3 separate regions of the Mus musculus genome follow, and all the other regions are linked to region 2. The links are chromatin contacts, called in public HiChIP or PLAC-seq maps. All regions are on one chromosome and are shown on one strand. The core of a region is the stretch at or near the end of the contact, and the rest is flanking DNA. Distances in the headings are between cores, read along the strand shown. Region 1 holds the start of 1700001O22Rik (RIKEN cDNA 1700001O22 gene). Region 2 holds the start of Trub2 (TruB pseudouridine (psi) synthase family member 2). Region 3 holds the start of Spaca9 (sperm acrosome associated 9).

The links. HiChIP or PLAC-seq counts read pairs in DNA pulled down with a chosen protein or histone mark.
Region 1: a contact with region 2 is called in an HNF4G HiChIP or PLAC-seq map of pancreatic cancer cells. The contact joins the promoter of 1700001O22Rik here to the promoter of Trub2 in region 2. A contact is called at or near these places in 1 of 39 promoter capture datasets (pre-B cells), 1 of 115 datasets of contacts at active chromatin or transcription factors (pancreatic cancer cells) and 1 of 9 other capture datasets (liver).
Region 3: a FOXA1 HiChIP or PLAC-seq map of pancreatic cancer cells shows a contact between it and region 2. The contact joins the promoter of Spaca9 here to the promoter of Trub2 in region 2. A contact is called at or near these places in 1 of 39 promoter capture datasets (hippocampal neurons), 1 of 115 datasets of contacts at active chromatin or transcription factors (pancreatic cancer cells) and 2 of 9 other capture datasets (adipose tissue and liver).

What each region holds. Positions count from the first base shown.
Region 1 is chr2:30,800,419-30,803,118 of GRCm38.p6, reverse strand. 1700001O22Rik (RIKEN cDNA 1700001O22 gene) reads left to right here and starts at 1,382. Exons shown (of 7, transcript NM_198000.3): 1 at 1,382-1,979; 2 at 2,118-2,205; 3 at 2,303-2,395. The coding sequence starts at 1,562.
Region 2 is chr2:29,786,222-29,788,921 of GRCm38.p6, reverse strand. Trub2 (TruB pseudouridine (psi) synthase family member 2) reads left to right here and starts at 1,251. Exons shown (of 8, transcript NM_145520.5): 1 at 1,251-1,419; 2 at 2,315-2,446. The coding sequence starts at 1,311. It overlaps Coq4 (coenzyme Q4), which reads right to left and starts at 1,429. Exons shown (of 7, transcript NM_178693.5): 1 at 565-1,429; 2 at 354-485. The coding sequence starts at 637.
Region 3 is chr2:28,698,373-28,701,072 of GRCm38.p6, reverse strand. It overlaps Spaca9 (sperm acrosome associated 9), which reads left to right and starts at 1,422. Exons shown (of 5, transcript NM_027283.1): 1 at 1,422-1,491. Ak8 (adenylate kinase 8) reads right to left here and starts at 912. Exons shown (of 13, transcript NM_001033874.2): 1 at 799-912. The coding sequence starts at 882.

The DNA of each region.
Region 1 (2,700 bases), core at 133-2,632, 1.0 Mb before region 2:
GGAAAACAGAGGCAGGGGAATGATGGATTGTGCCTTGTAGGGAGACTTCCCCAAAAGGAATTAATTGAACAAAGAGTCAGATGCAGGCTTTGTCCTAGTCTTTAGGGGAAAGCTCTCTGGTTGCCCAGATCTCAAGACTATTAAGGATTGGAGCAGAAACAAAACGCTAAGTCAGTGGTTCTCAGCCTCCCTATGCACGCTCCCTCATGCTGTGTTGACCCCAAATATATAACTATTTCCATTGCAACCTCTAACTGTAACTGTAATGTTGCTACTGTTGTGAATTGTAATGTAAATATCTGTGTTTTCTGATGGTCTTAGGTGACCCCTGTGAAAAGGCCGTTGTGACCCTCACAAGGGTCACAACCCACAGGTTGAGAAACACTGTTCTAAATCATATTTTTTAGACAGGATTTCATTTAGCCCACGCTGACCTTGAAGTTGGTATATAGCCAAGCACAACCTTGAATTGTTTATTTTGAGACAGGTTCTCTCTCTCTCTCTCTCTCTCTCTCTCTCTCTCTTGTTTTGGTTTTTGTTTTGTTTTGTTTTTGAGGCAGGGTTTCTCTGTGTAACCCTGGCTGTCCTGGAACTCACTCTGTAGACCAGGCTGGCCTTGAACTCAGAAATCCGCCTACCTCTGCCTCCCAAGTGCTGGGGTTAAAGGTGTGTGCCACCATTGCCCTGTGTTTGAGACAGGTTCTTACTATGTAGCTCTGGCTGGCCTGGAATTCATATGTAGACCAGGGTAGCCACAAACTGAGAGAGATGCCTGCCTCTGCCTCCCAAGTGCTAGAGCTAAAGCTGTGCACTACCACACTTAATAGCCTTGAGGTTTTTTGTTTTGTTTTGTTTTTCAAGACAAGGTTTCTCTGTTTAGTCCTGAAACTCACTTTGTAGACCAGGCTGGCCTCGAACTCTGAGATCCACCAGCTTCAGCCTCCTGAGTGCTGGGATTAAAAGCATGTGCCACCACTTCCTGACAATAGCCTTAATTTAAAAAAAAAAAATATGAGTATGAGTGTTTTGCCTCCATGGCAGTGCATTTTGTGCGTGCCTGGTGACCTTGAGGCTAGAAGAGTGGCGGATAACTTTGGCACTGGAGGCTGTGAGTTGTTCTGTATATACGGTATGGGAATCTAAGTCCGGTCCTCTCGCTGATCTGTTTCTCTAGCCTATGCAACTGCCTCCCAAGTGCTGAAATCACAGGCATGGGCCGCCACGCTCAGTTTCTTGCACATTCTAGACAAACCCTCTCCCAAGTGTGCTAAGTGATAGGAAAGGCGGTCTTAGGCCAGCAGGTGCAGAGAGCTCTGCACTGTGCCAGGCGCTCCGCGTGCTCTAGCTCATGTCAACGTCACAGCCGCCCCAAAGGGCTGGCGTTCCCGCCCTCACCGCCTTTGCGCCGGGACACAGCAGGCTAGGGTCCTGCCGGAGTCGGCTTCTGCTGCCCCTTCCCGGCGCTATGGACTGCGGGCTGGAATACGACCTTCCTGCGGCCCCGCTCGCCCCTGCGCGTCCCCCGGGCGCGAAGGTGTCCTGAGCCGAGCTCTGACTCAGGATGTTCCGGCGCCAGTCCATGGAGGGGACCCCGGCCTACAAGCCCAAGGGATATCCCGACGGGACCACCCAGCGCCGCCCTGTTAAGCGGCTGCCGATGCTGCTGCCAATGCTCGAAGGCCGTGTGGGGCGAGATGTAGACGGCGCGTGGCGGCGGGACCGCAAGTCCCAGCGCCTGCCTTGCGGGTCCCCCGAGTCCCCGAACGCTCGGCGAGACCGTGGGACCGCGCGCGCACTGCTACTGCCGTCGCTGCAGCCGAGCAGCTCGGCCCGGGAGGCGGGAACTCGGGGGAACCGGCAGCCTGCAGCCCGCGACAACCCTGACTCCCTGGGCACGCTGCTGGGGAAGCTGCTGCCCAACAAGTTCCGCCACTTCCTGCACCACCTGAGCGCCGAGAGCGCAGACCCAGAGGCGGACCGTGAGGCCGGGGGGATGGGGTGGGGAGTGGGTGTGTGTGCGCGGAGTCTGGGGTTCCCAAGCGAGGACTGTCTCCATCTCAACGGGCTCTCCTCCTCCCCCTTCTCCTTTCCTTCCTCCTCCTGTTGTCCCCACCCAGCACCCTCAGCGCCACATAACCCTAGGAGTACATCAAATCACTGCCTAGCTTCTCGGTCTTCCAGCTGCTTATTCCTCCCAGACCTGTGGTAAGCGGAGGGGACCCTCTTGATGAAGGAGGGGTTGCCTTGAGTGCTACCAAGGTGGGCCTCTGCTCACATCAGCTGTGACTTCTTTCTCTTTGAGGGACAAACCATTGCACTGGGACAACAATTTTAAAGAGAAGACTACCCTGGGGCTCCCAAGAGGTGAACTTGCCAGAGCCAAAAAGGCCCATCCGTGAGTAGTAGCTGTTGTGAGTACACACGTGCTATAATTTTGTAGCGTTGACTCTCTCCTCCCACCATCACGTGGGCTTGGGGGATGGAAAGGAGGTCATAGGCTTGCCTAACAATCACTTCTATCATTTCCCCAAGCCATGAGTTCTGGGAATGGGAACAGGAAGGCATTCGTTCGCTCCCTTGTTTCCAGACATTTAGTAATGGATTTACCGTGTATCTATCGATCCACTCACCTATCCATCCTTTCACGCACCTAACCCCTTACTCACAAACCAGGTCTTCTATAAGCTATTGTGAATCTCC
Region 2 (2,700 bases), core at 2-2,501:
GATCTTGAACTGTTTCAGCAAAGAAAATCCTGAAGATCATGGCCCTTACCAAGTTTACTTACTACCCAGTGAGAATGCTGTAATTTGGTGTGTACCTGGTCATTCAGCCCAGAGATTAATATGCTAGGGTGACACTCTTCCAAGAATTACAAAAAGGCAGACTTGTAGACTTCACGTTTCTTTCTTCCTCTCCTCCCTGTGCCCAGAAGACCCAAAACAGTTCTAGCTAGAATCAGGCACCTGATTATCATAAACGATCCTGGGAAATATGATAGGCGCAGCCAGGTTTGGATGCCCACAAACCAAGTCTTCACCGGTCCCAGCTTTCGAGACCGAAGAGTAAACCGTCTTACCGTGGCGATAGGGGTTGTAGAGAGCCATTCCCGCCGCGCCCGCAGCCAGCAGCATCTTTTGCAGCGGGGTGGTTGGGATGTGGTCCGGGTACAGCAGGCGGGCGCCATGGCTCCCGGCCCTGAGGGGTACATCTGCGAGCAGAAAAGAGGTAAAGGTGAGAGGAGTCCGGTCCCTCTGGTCGCCGCGGACACTGGAATCAGAGCTGCTCACCTACAGCTGGCCGCGTACGGGGCCGAAGACTGCGGTGGAGGCGCAGGGAGCGAAGCAGCAGCAGGGTCGCCATGGCAGCGGACGTCCGCGTGGTTAGGCGGGGCTCCGCAGGTACTACGGAGGCCCGAGAAGTCAAAAGACTCCTGGGACACTGCACTCACTGTGGCTTTTTGATCGGAGATGTTGTAATATGGACAGGAGCATGAGAAGGAAAGCCACAAGATCTGTTTGCCACTGAAGTAAAACAACTGCTGTGAGCCAGGCGTTATTTATAACGTAGGCCTGTCAACCCAGCATTTGAAACCTGGAGGCCGTAGGATCAGTTCGAGATCCTTCTTGGCTATTTCTTAAGTACGAAGGCAGTACTAGAGACCTTGTCTCAAAAACCAAGCCTGATGTGAATTACTCGTCACTCCAGATCTTGGAAAAGTGGAGACAGAAAAGTAATGAATTCTCGGCAACTTAGCAAGTTTGAGGGCAGCCTGGGATATATGAGAAACAAACAAACAAAAAACTCCTGAAAAGAATTCAAAAATAACATAACCGAGAATTCGGTTGCTCGATATCCGGCCCTATTTTCTTCTCCATCTCTTATTTCCCCCCCGGAGGGCAATAAGAAAAGAACCTCTTCCTGCCAAGGAAACAAGGCGGCTACCTACAGTAGGGACCACATTTGGGAAAGGACCACGCAGCACTTCCGCCCGCATCCCCGCTTCTGGATGATGTTGAACCGCTGAGTTCCAGCCATGGGTTCTTCTGGCCTAGCTCGGCTGCAGGGGCTCTTCGCTGTCTATAAACCTCCGGGGCTGAAGTGGCTGCACTTGCGTGAGACCGTGGAGTTGCAACTGCTTAAAGGTGAGAACTCCGACGCGGACCCACGGTTTTGCTTTAGTTCTTTCTGATGTGGAGTGAGGTCACGTGGTTCGTTTGCCGGGTTGTAGCTGTTTCTTGTTTGTTTGTTTTTTTTCTCTTGTACACATTTCGTTACTACCCACTCTCCGCTATTTTCCTTTAGAGAAATTCATTCTATAGTGTTGGGTTTTTTTTCGCGGTTTCTGTTACAGAGTTAGAATTTGAACTTTTTTTTTTTTTTTTTTTTTTTTTGCCTTTTGAGACAGGGTCTTTTCTAATTAATCCGACCTTGAAATCAGTGAGGCACTGAGAATTCTGACTCTCCTGACTCCACCTGCCAGATGCTGGGATCACAAGCGTGACCACCACCCCGACCCTCAAACACCAATTTTTTTCTTTGCCTTTTTTTCCTTTCTTTTATTTTCTTAAAAACTGTCATGTAGCCTCAAATTTGCTATGTAAGATGAAGATAACCTTGAACTTTTGACTGTCCTGCCTTCACTACCCAAGGTCTTAGACTACATCTGTGTAGTACCACCTCCCATTAGGGTGCTGGGGATGGAACCCGGGGCGTCTTGCGTATTGTGCAAACACTCCATGAATTGAGCTACACTTCCAACCTAGGATTTTTGTTTTGTTTGTTTGTTCTTCACTTTTTAGAGAATGGTTTCTCTGTATACCCCTGGCTGCCCTGGAAATAACTCTGTAGATCAGTCAGGCCTTGAATTCAGAGATAGGCCCGCCTCTTGCCTCCCCAGTGCTGGAATTAATGATACCTGGCTTCTGAAGGAGTCATAGTACGTTTTCTACGATACACAAATCCATCTTCTATGCTACCATCTCTCTACCCCTTCTCTTGCGGGTTGGAAAAGTACTGACTGTGTTCTTTTGTGCTTAGGTCTCAATGCCCAGCAGCCTCCTGCTCCTGATCAGCGTGTTCGCTTCTTGCTAGGCCCTGTGGAAGGCAGTGAAGAGAAGAAGTTGACTCTCAGAGCCACCAATGTACCCTCCCTCACCACCCACAGACTTGGTAAGGCAGAGTCAGACAGGACCCTGGCCGTGATGTTAGAGGAAATCCCTGGCCTGAGTTAGATTTCTAGCCCAGGGTTTGGCAAACTTCCCTAGAGAGGGAAGATTTTAAACAGCTTCTGCCTACAGCCTTGTGTTTTCCTTGGCTCTGCTCCTCTTTGCTATTGTAATGCAAAGCATCTCTAGACTGTAGGAAAGGAGAGAACCTTCTTGTATTTTAGTCAAGACTGGAGTGCAGCCACATGGTTGTGGTGC
Region 3 (2,700 bases), core at 173-2,672, 1.1 Mb after region 2:
ATATGGTTTGGCTGAAGGCCACAGTTGCCTGGGAACCAGGACAAGCTGGGAGCTAGTATAAGGGATGAGGGACGAGGGCTTTCAAAAGGCCAATTCTGAGGATAGAGGCTATGTAGAAAATATGCTGCCCCAGAGGAGACCACCTGGATAGGGATGCCATCTAAAACTTATACGGTCCCCTACTTGTCCTAACAGGGTCAAAGACACCCTCATGAGACAAAACACATGTGTCTTTTGCCTGACGGCTGAGACAATCGGTTTGGTCCTGGGAACTGGAATTTCCCAGGAACCTCATGCCAGGAGAAGGAAAAGGCTGGCACCAGCCAGAGGGGCGGGTCTCCTGGGAAGTTTTCCTCCAACTTGTCAGACCACCTTGCAGGAGGGAGTGGAACGGAGACAGATATGGGTCAGTGAGGTGCGGGATCACACTAGACTTGTGTGGACCCCAAAACTAGCCCCGGGAAGCAGGTCACTGAACTTCTTGAACGTGTTCCTCCTTCCATTGTGGTCACAGGAAATAAGCCTTTCTCTGACTTTTTCTTTTTTTCTGTTGCTTATCTCTTTAACTGGTCTTGGAGTGAGGTGGGTGAGCCTAGCTTGTTAGGGCTTCCAAGGCCCAGCTTAGGTAAGACTCAGGGCTCAGGAACCGGCTGAGGTTTCCCATACAATGCCAGAAGAGGCCCTGGAGACTACTGCGCCATTTCACAGGTGGGGAAACTGAGGAAAGGGATTTCCCCCCAGACCATGCTGCCGGCCCGGCCCGGTAGCCGTATTCCCTATCCTCGGGCGCCTGATCACCTGCATCATCTCGAAAATGTAGTAGTCTTCCCCGTACTGAGGCATTTCCGGGGGAATGCGATGAGGGGCTGTGGTTGCATCCATGTTTCCGACAGCGCTCCGCTCCTTAGTAACGGCGTTGCTGGGACGCCAAGCTATGCGTCATCGGTGAGCGCCTCAGCTGGGGCGAGTCCTGGTCCCGGATTCCATCCACCGAGGTCCTGATCTGCAGTCGGCTCTCCCTCCCCAGGGCCACAAAGCAAACCCCAGAACGCCTGTGGAGCTACAGAGCAATGGGGGATCGGATGACAGAATAAATCCTGCTTCTGGTGTAGCCAACTGTGCGGATCTGGGCGCTGGAAGCTGACCCTGCTCCCTGGATCTCAGTTTCCCCATCTTTAAATGAAAGACGCTGGGGCAGACGTGGGACCGGTTTCTACAGGAGGAAAAGTCATATGCGCCCAGATCATATGGGGGTGGGGGTGGGGGGAAACTGGGCGGGTCTCCTGGTTTGGGCGGCCGGCCGAGTCATGTGACCGGGTTGCCATAGCACCTGTGGTCACAATCGGCCAAGCCTGCCTGGCCTCTATGGCCTCGACCCCGCCCACGCCCATTTCCTGAGGGGCCTTCCCGCCCTCGGGGCCGCACACCCACGGAGGCACTGCAAGCTTCTGGGCACTCTGTGAGGCGAAGGCCAGTCCAAGTCAAACCAGGGTAAAGGGGGATGGAGCGCCGGCGACGAGCTGGGTCGAAAACACTATGGGAGTGGGGGAGAAAGAGGTGGAGGTGTCCTGGCCTAGGGGGAGGAAAGCTGCGTGTAGCTGTGGAAGAGGCAAGGGTGGCATCGTGGAGGAAGGACTCTGTGTAGTAACCCAGAGGGAGGTACACACAGCCTACGATGATAGCCACAAGTCCAACTCTAGATGTTGTAAATTTGACAGATTTACAGTGAGCCTAAGTTTCTACCCTGAGCAGTGGGGAACACTCAGGCATTCCTCCCACAACTACCCTGAAGTCCCCGACAGTGACTGGCCTATAGGGAGTGGACAGTGTGGGTACATAGTGATATCTCACTTAATCTTTAGACTAATCTTAATCTCACCTCACTTTGGACAACAATCGTTCCTGTCTCACAAGTTTTATCTTTATGTATTAATGTGTATAAGGGTGGGACAGAGGAAGAGCAGAGGCTGGGAAAGGGACTTTGGAACCCTGGAGCCAGAGTTGCAAGCAGTGAGCCAATAGATCTAGGTGCTGAGAACTAAACCCAGGCCCTCTGGAAGAGCAGCAAGTGCTGGGGACCGAGTCACTCCTGCTCCTGTAGCTCACCTGTTTGCATGGGTCAAGCTGGAGGAGCTCTCAGGGGCTCCGGGGGCCACAGCACCAGGCAGTGTCAAGTCAGATGAAAACCTTCTGCTCCGAAGACAGACAAGACACTGCAGAATAAGACAGGCCAGAGGAGTTAGCTGGTGGCTTTGGGCAAGTCATTTCCTCTTTCTGGATTTCTTCCCTCGACAGCTGCTGGGCACAGAGAGGAAGTTTCAATAGCTTGAAGAGTTTCTATCCAATCCCCCACCTTTTACAGAAACAGAGGCTAAGGCCTAGCAAAGGGGAAAAGTCTTGCCCAGGGGCTGAGAATGAAATCAGAGGGAGCCTCAAGGCTGAGAGCTAGCGTTCTGACCTGGGATAATGACACCTGCCCATGTAAAGCCACAGCGCAGCCCTCTGTCCCCGAGACCTGCTTCCTCAAAGGCCTCAGGCCTCGGTAGACTTGTCAGCTGGGGAAGCAAAGATGAGGCCTCCCCAACAAAGAAAGCAGCAGCCACACTGCAGCTTGCACTGGGGGGGGGGGGGTTCAGTGTGCTTCCTGGACATTTTTGAAGTGGCTTTCGTCTCCGCTCATTTATTTTAAGCCCTAGGCGC